Linked DNA regions of Mus musculus: regions 1 and 3 are each linked to region 2. A link is a contact called in public HiCAR-type and promoter capture Hi-C data. All regions are on one chromosome and are shown on one strand. The core of a region is the stretch at or near the end of the contact, and the rest is flanking DNA. Distances in the headings are between cores, read along the strand shown.

Evidence for each region. HiCAR-type assays count read pairs that join an accessible place to other places. Capture Hi-C pulls out chosen DNA fragments and counts their contacts.
Region 1: a contact with region 2 is called in a HiCAR-type map of astrocytes, with 4 times the contacts expected there. The contact joins the promoter of Ube2i here to the promoter of Ilrun in region 2. A contact is called at or near these places in 4 of 39 promoter capture datasets (erythroid cells, liver and pre-B cells) and 2 of 115 datasets of contacts at active chromatin or transcription factors (astrocytes and thymic regulatory T cells).
Region 3: a contact with region 2 is called in a promoter capture Hi-C map of liver, with 4 times the contacts expected there. The contact joins the promoter of Btbd9 here to the promoter of Ilrun in region 2. A contact is called at or near these places in 1 of 39 promoter capture datasets (pre-B cells), 1 of 484 Hi-C or Micro-C datasets (B cells), 1 of 115 datasets of contacts at active chromatin or transcription factors (thymic regulatory T cells) and 1 of 9 other capture datasets (liver).

The regions. Positions count from the first base shown.
Region 1 is chr17:25,272,034-25,274,733 of GRCm38.p6, reverse strand. Ube2i (ubiquitin-conjugating enzyme E2I) reads left to right here and starts at 1,303. Exons shown (of 7, transcript NM_001177610.1): 1 at 1,303-1,413. It overlaps Gm17801 (predicted gene, 17801), which reads right to left and starts at 610. Exons shown (of 1, transcript NR_027452.1): 1 at 1-610.
Region 2 is chr17:27,819,239-27,821,938 of GRCm38.p6, reverse strand. Ilrun (inflammation and lipid regulator with UBA-like and NBR1-like domains) reads left to right here and starts at 1,397. Exons shown (of 5, transcript NM_001033279.3): 1 at 1,397-1,762. The coding sequence starts at 1,605.
Region 3 is chr17:30,574,946-30,577,645 of GRCm38.p6, reverse strand. It overlaps Btbd9 (BTB (POZ) domain containing 9), which reads left to right and starts at 1,359. Exons shown (of 11, transcript NM_027060.1): 1 at 1,359-1,500.

The DNA of each region.
Region 1 (2,700 bases), core at 54-2,553, 2.5 Mb after region 2:
ACTTGTATCTAAGCCGACCTTGTCTACAACTCAGCCCCAATGAGAGACCAAGGTCCCTCAGGATCTGGTGCTCACTGTGATCTTAACTCTTAAACAGTACGGCTACGAACAGGAGGAATTAACAGGGTGAGCTCCAGGGAATGTTGGACAATTGTGGGCAAGGGGCATGGGACCTTAGTTCCTGTTTTGGGGCACCCAACAACCTCAAAAGGTAAGAGGAGAACGAAGGAAGGAGAGAGTGGTGAGTAGATGGACGGAGATACTGACAGATGAACACTGGAGTCCCTGGCAGCAATTGGACCCATAGTCCAAATTCCCAGGAAGCCCTTGTTGGCTGCAACTGGCCCCGAAAGGCCTCCAGCACGTGCCAAAAAAAAAGGAGCAGGCGCCAGAATGGCCACCAGGGGGCCAGCCGACGGTTCTAAGTACCCGTCCCGTCGGTGAGTCGGTGAGGAAGCATCCGAGCTGGGTTGCAGAGGACTGGCCGAGGAAACTGGACTAGGCCACGGCGTGACAAAAGCGTGTCCAGCGGGGCCAGCAGAAGCCGCACAGGGGTTTCAGGTGGAACTAAGGTGTGGGGTGCGGCACAGGGAAGAGGCCTGGGGCGCGCGCGCGGGGGGGGGGGTCCGCGGGTGCTGCCCCTCCCCCACGGCGCAGGCCCATTCCCCTCCCCCACTAGGGGGCTAACTCGTAGGTTAGGGAGCATCCACATTTCTCTCCCCGTCGGTTTTGCTTGCGTTTGGCCCTTTGTATGAGGCTAGTTCATTGGATAGTTTCGAGGTTCACCCCGCCCAAGTTCCTGAGCTGGCCAATTGCAGAAAGTGTCACAGCGCGCTAAGTTCCGGGGATCGTCACCGTACTGCGACGATTCCCAGGATGTTTAGGCCTCAGTGATCTTTGCTCCCGGGACTCGGGCCTTGAGCCCAAGGATACCTCCAGAGCCTGTGCCCGGGAAGGTGCCCTCTGAGCATCCGGATGACCCTTGGGAATCTATGCTTCTTTTTCCTCACACGACTCTCTGATGTGTCCTCGAGTGGACGCGCTCATCCCGAAGAGGAGTTTGCAGACGCTCCCTCGAGCCTAGGACGCGGCCCCTTTAAGAGTGCGGCCGTTCAGGGCACCGCCTGCTTGGACAGGCGCCCTGGGCTCGGGCTCCTTAGGCGGTCGCGGGCAACGAGGGCGCGGCAGCCGCGTGCGGGCTGCGGGAAGCTCGTGTTTAAGTAGACGCGTAGGCCACCGGACGGGAGGGACGGTAAGCTGAGCAGGCGTGTGGCGGGCAGCCCAGCTCAGGCCCCGCCCCGCCCGCTGGGGTCCTGCGCTCCGTGCTGCGCGCGGCGGGCGCGGAGGGAAGTCCCGAGACAAAGGAGCGCCGCCGCCTCTGCCGCCGCGACGGTCCGGGCCGCGGTCGCCCAGGTGAGCCGCCACCGGCCTGCGCACGCACTCCCATCTTCGCCCGGACTCGCCGCCGTTCCCAGTGAGCTTCCGGGAGGCGCCGAGCGGAGCCACGGCGGCCTCCTCTCGCTCGCGGCCTCCGAGTCTCGGCCTTCGGGGCACTAGGGCCCAGCCGCTGTGCCACGGGAGAATACAGGGTTGGGAGCACGGCCCACTGCCCCCCTACTCTTGGCGAACTGAGTTCCGCCGACCCCGCAACAGATAATCTGAGCTTCCCAGTAGCTCCCAGACGCGTTCTGGGCGGTGCTGGGCTCCGTAGTTAGGCGAGTGAGAGTGCGGAAGGCCGTGAGTACTGGGCCGTGTCGGGGCCTGTAAGCACCCGGAGTCACATCAGAAGGCTTCGTTCGTTACCGAGACGCTAGGCTTGTAGCTTGGGTTTTTGTGGGGGAGTCTTGTGTATATTCTCTGCCCCACCTTCCTTTATTCTTAAGGAACTGTTGTTTTAGTGGATGAGTTAGTTACCTGCCTGCATAGCAGAAAACGGGCGTCGAAGGGGAGTTTGTTTTCTTTCTAAAGGTATTCAGGCTGTGAGTGATCGCAGTCCTGCCCTCCTCTGGCTGTCTCTGCCACTGGAAACTTAACAAACAGCGTGGTATACTTACTGAAGGATCCTTAGGGCCTACAGTGTGCATTCGAGTAAAAGAGGCCGCTTCGCCCTATCCAAGCCAGCCGTAGTGCCTGGTACCCATGTTCCCTCTGCCGAGGTGGGCGGAGATAAGCAACCTTGCACAGGCTCTCTGACCGGTAAGTAGCTCTGAAGTAGGTGGTGTCGCCAGACAAATACTGTACACTGTAGGAAGCCTGGAGTCATAAGACCCATCCCTGTATGTCCTTCCTGTCTCTAGTAGTGGGGAGGGGAATGGTTTTTTGGTTTGGTTTGGTTTAGTTTGGTCATTGCATCACAAAACTTTTAGCTCGTGAAGTGACTGTTTGCCTGGGAAGGCAAGTTGTGTTTAAGTGGCTTTTGGAGTGCTTGCGGGAGCAGCAGCACTGCCCCCCAAGTTTCTGCCTAGATCATTGCCAGGGTGCTCCTAGGGTTCCTTTTCCTCGACCGTGGGGCAAAAGGCCTTTAAGAGTTCTGATAAGAGCCACCTCTCACTTCTCCCTGTTTTTGAGACAGGATCTCTTGTAGCCAAGGCTAACCTTGAACTCTTGGTGATTCCCTGGTTCTGTCTCCTTAACACTGAGTGTCCAGGCAAGAGCAGTTGAGCTAGCTTCTCGGTTCTTCTCACTTAGGATAGCTGCAGT
Region 2 (2,700 bases), core at 148-2,647:
CTCATGATCTCACAGCTGCTGTTCATGAGATAGACACAATTCAAACACATCCGTAAACATATTTTGTCAATCTTTAATCAGGTTGAACTGTTGAGCAAACTATCAGCAATAACTGCATTTGCTCAAGGTTCTGCTCTGAAATTTGGATATGATAACAATCACCAGGCGATTTTGAGCCTCCTCCCAGGCCCACTGACTTCAGTTGAGTCTCTTTTCAGAAGTAGTTGTGACAGTAGTTATCCCAGCAAGTAGGGGTAGGAGGATGAGATCAAAGGCAACTCCAGGAAGAAAGCCCGCCTCTGCCTCTTGAGTGCTGGGGTGGTTTATTTTTTAAAGGCAGGGTCTAGAGTATCTCTGGCTGGCATCAAACACACAGAAATTTGCCTGCCTCCCCAGTGCCGCCACCCTTGGCTGTCAGCCAGGCCTTATATGCAAGAGCGAAGTATCTCTGCTCTCAGGAACCCAGGTCTTCATACCTTCGGGGAAACAGCTTAAGCCAAGTCCCCAGTTGCCCAGTTTCTTACCCACCCCCATCCCTGTACCTAGTCATATCTAACAGGTGACACTGAGAAAATACTTGGTGACAGAACGGGCAGATGAGTCTCTCCACAGCTGAGCTTCTTAATCCTTCAGCTTCAAATGGAGCCTCACATTAGTAGATACACTGGATACTGTCTACAGTCATTTTTTTGGTCGTGGATTTTAGAGACAGAACAAGATTTGCTAAATTCTAGGGTATTGACCTTTCTTTGCAGAGGATCGGTTCCTCTGACCTGTAACTGGTGCTTGCATTAGGCTGCCTTTATTTTCTGGAAACGTAATGCTAAGGTTGCATAGTAACATAGGCAGTCATGAGAAACTCAGGTCAGAATCCAGAGACTAAGCGTGCACCGCCGCGACCTTGGGAAAATGTCTGTTTGAATACTAAGTCCCCTGAGAGCGGAGCAGCAAGAGTCCGCTCTGTGCTGCCCTTTGCCCTTTGCCCCAGTCCCAGCCTCTGTTCCTGTGGCGACTTCGGGTTCCCAGCCTGAGCATGGGTGGGGTCGCTCGTCTCCGAAGCACCTCTCAGACTCGTGACTCCTCCCACGCAGTGTGGGGACTCAGGCGAGGACAGAGACCCGCCCAGTATCCGCTCTTTCCGGCTTCCCGTTTCCTGCCCCCTCCGCTCTGTCGCGGTGAGGTCACGCGAGAGACGTCACCGAGTTATGACGTCACTGAAGGCGGGCTTTCGGGAGAGGAAGGGGCGGGGTCCGAGCGGCCCCGCGCGTGCGCGTTGGGCGCGGCCCGGGAGGAGGCGGAGGCGGCGGTGCTGCGAACCGCGGCGGCAGCAGCGGCGGCGGCGGAGGCGGGCGCTGGGGGGGGTGGGAGGGGGGGGAGCGCGAGCCCCAGAGCCAGCGAGAGAGGAGCGAGCGGTGCGGTGCGGCGCGGCTCGGCGCGGCGCGCGCAGCCCATGAGGCGGTGAGAGGCCTGGGGCCTGTCTCGGAGCAGTGCGCGCGGCGCCGGCCAGCAGCGGGCCGCCCTTCGTGGGCTCGGGCCCGGGCGCGGCGGCCGCCCGTGGAGAAGCAGGTCGGGGCGGTGGAAGCTGTGCGTCCGGGCCCCCCGCCATGGAGGGCATGGACGTGGACTTGGATCCGGAGCTCATGCAGAAGTTCAGCTGCCTGGGCACCACAGACAAGGACGTGCTCATCTCCGAGTTCCAGCGGCTACTCGGCTTCCAGCTCAACCCGGCCGGCTGCGCCTTCTTCCTGGACATGACCAACTGGTGAGTCCGCCCCACGCGGAGCCAATCCTGCTGGCAGCGGCCTCGCGGCCCCGAGGGCAAAAACACCGGAGCCCGCTCGTGGAGTACTCCCGGGCAGGGCAGGGCCCAGGCCGGGAGGTGGCAGGGAGTCAGAGCCCGAAGAACATGGGAAGAGGGGAGAAGTGGTGAGGTGGAAGCCAGGGGAGTCGATCTGGGGCGAAAAGCGTGTGTTCTGGGAGTAGAAAGCACAGGAAACGAGAGTTGCGAAGTGTTTTCCTTTTAAATAGGTGCGAAGTGTAGGAGCTGAGGATGACAGAACGGTGTGGAAACTCGAGGGAGTGTGTTAGGTGCTGAGGTCGAACTCTGGGCGCGGGAGAGGTCTCGGAGCTGAGAATAGATCTTGTGTCTCTTTGAGGAGATAAGGGCGAAAACGACTTTTGCGGCGGAGGGAACACAAATTATAATCAACTGAGTATGGTGAGAAAGGAAGAGTTGTGCCAGGGAGAAGTGACATCTAATGGAGGCGCCGGAGCGCCAGGCCTGCGACGAGGACTGGGAAAAGTCTTCAGAAAGTGGAGGGAAGCTGATCTTGGAGGCAGGAACTTTGTGAAGACACTGGCGTGCTGGGCAGAGGCTTGGCCTTGGGAACTTTGACGAGCTTACTGATTGGATGGGCTTAGTTGACAGAAAACTGAGAAATGTATAGGTTGGGGGCCAGGGGTTCTGGCTTGTAGTTGGGTTGTACAGGCTGAAGTGGAGCTGTCTCCAGGCACCGACGTGTGTCTTGGTTCTTAGAGCAGCACTTGCTGTTTTTGATAAGCAAGAATACTTTCTCTTGGTCTCCAAGTAGGGATTGTTAAGTTCACTCGGGAATTTAACCATTAGACTGGAGACCATTAGACGGCCTTTGAAAGGCTCTCAGGTGAAGCAACTAATCGGGATTTGAGCAAAAAGCAAGG
Region 3 (2,700 bases), core at 110-2,609, 2.8 Mb before region 2:
GTTTTTCTGAGACAGGGTTTCTCTGTATAGCTCTGGCTGTCCTGGAACTCACTCTGTAGACCAGGCTGGCCTCAAACTCAGAAATCCACCTGCCTCTGCCTCCAGAGTGCTGGGATTAAAGGCATGCGCCACCACCGCCCGGCTCCCTTTGTTTTTTTAAATGTACCAATCCCGAAGTCAATTCTCCAAGGACAAATAAATTGGGGACACGTGTATCGGAAAGTAGATGTATTAAATTGATGGATATCGTTCCACATGGAAGATGAGAGCGGAGAATGTTTCCCCAACCAACGTATCCACATTCCATCGTTCTACCATGTCATCCGTAAGGAATGTCACTACCATTTAGTAACTGACACACAAAGGCAGCTTTCTTTCCGTCTTGCTAAATGTTACTCCCACCTGTCTCAGCAACCACGCTAGAAACCTGGCCTACCTATTCATTCCCCCGCTCAGAGCTGGCCTCCGCGTTTCCATCCCCACCGCCAGAGTCTAGGTTGTGGCTCTGATCCTTCACTGGCCCAGCCCTAACCCTTGCTGTGTCTGTTCATTTTCACTGCCCATTTAAGTCGTCTTTGCTTGGAATTAAGTCTTCCATCTTCAAACCCACACACCCAGGTAAGTAACTTTCAAGAGTGACGACTCTCCAGTTTCGGCCAGGAAAGACCTACAACCCAATTTCTACGGCTTCAAAGTTCACAGTGCCTGCTTCTTATGTGAAAGATGGAGTCTAATGGGCTTTATACGTTACACTTGGTAGTCCTGGAGTGTCGAGGACTTATGTCCGGGCTTTCTGTCAGGGTCTTGAAATAAGGAGTTCGAATGAGATCAGTTCGCCCGCAGCCTCGCATGCATTATTTCGTCCTAAGTTGACACCTTTCTAGCGCAGGCAAGTCGGGTATCCGTCTTCCCACTGACAGAAGGAGGAAACTGAGTCGTGGTATTTCAGGCCTGGCCTCGTAGCACCTTCATGCTGGTAATGCCTCTCTTGGCCCATTCTCCTCGTCCAACTTCTCGCACGTAGCTGACTGTCCATCAGGCAAGCGACTAAGTGCAGAAAGACGAGGCTTTCTCCAACCGGCGCTCCGGCTCGTCCCCTTACGCAGTGACGCGACCGATGACGCTATTCAGTGACGTGTGATGACGTGCCTCACCCTGAGCCAGGTGTCGGCAGGGCGGCCACACCCTCAGGGCCCAGTACTGGAGGGGCAGTGGCTCCGACCTGGGGAAACACGCCGCAAGACCCCCGCCTGAGGCGACCTGGGGCCCTGGCGTCCTGGGTTCTACTGGCCCACGGTTGAGCCGTTGCTAAGTGACGCCAGCGCGCAGAGCGCGTGCGCGGCCACGGCGGTGTGCGTGAAAGCGGGCGCGCGCCGCGACGGCGGCGGCGAGGAAGGCGGCGACGGCGGCGGTCGAGGGGGCGGTGGCCACGAGGCGGGGTCGCTGCTGGCGGAAGAGACGTGTGTGGCGGCTTCTAGGTCGCTGAGGGACATCGTCGGGGTGAGTCGCCCGGACCGCTCGTGAGAGTTGGGGCCTGGCCGCACCTGCTGCGCGGGCCCGGGGCGCGGGGACGCGCTCCCCCTCCCCGCCGGACCCGCGCGCGCCGCTCCACGCCCCTCGGCCGCTGGTTCCGGGGGCGGGGACGGGGGCTGAGGAGGGTCAGTTCCCGGGCCTGGCGCTCTGGGGTGGGGGTGGGGGGGGGTGAGAGGGGGGCGCTGGAGAGAGGGGTGCCGAGGGACAAGTGACTGGACTCCAGTGCGACGCTGCCGGTTTCCTTTTAGGAATTTGAAGCGGGAGAAGCCCGCGTTCCTCAGCAGCCGCGCGTCCACACTGAGACGCCGACTGTGCAAACCTGACAAACGCGGAAATGGGGACCCTCGGGGTTCGCAAAGTTTTGGGGTAAACCGCGAAGAGATCCGTCAGCTCTACCCTGGCGGGTCTGGGAGTAGGAGCGGGTTGTTAGAGAGATCGTTAGAATCTGTGCCTGCGTGAGCGTCGGGCACACCCACGACCCGGGGAAGGCGACTTGTCAGTGAAGATGCTGGTTGACTAACCTGTTGCCTGGACCTTCCAGCCTCACGTGCATGCCCACGTGCTTCTCTGAACATTATTATTATTATTATTATTATATCCTGTGTTGATCCACATTTTTGAAGCCAAGGGACCATATCCATCCAGTATTGTTACTTCCTCATAGACTCAAATCTGCCCTTGTATCTATTTCCCAGAACCGTGCTGTGCTTTGGCCATTTCAAGGGTCTTGCAGGTAGAGCAGCCCTGCCTTTTGTGTGTGTTCTTCCCAGAAGCAGTGCGGGCTGTTATTTATCTGGTGGAAATGTAGATTGTGTTTCACGCGTGGGCTGGCATGGTGAGACTGGAGTTAAATGATGCAACTGGCCATCAGCCAGTATACAGGATTCTGTTGGGTCCGTTGTATGTGGTGGTTTTTTAAGGAGGAATAATGGAGACAAATGGAAGAAATAATCTTTCCCGTTATGAGTTAAAGGCAGTGCCAAGTGAGAGTGACAAGATAGGGAGCACTGACATTTGATCATGCCTAAAAACTGAGGGACATAACTTTAGAGTTTCCACCCAGAGTCTAAAATCAGGAGATTCAGTTTTATAACGGAGTCTCTGTAAGGTATGGTCTCTGAAGTTCTCACGTCTTGGAATCAGTAAAGCTTGCTTTGAAAAACCACT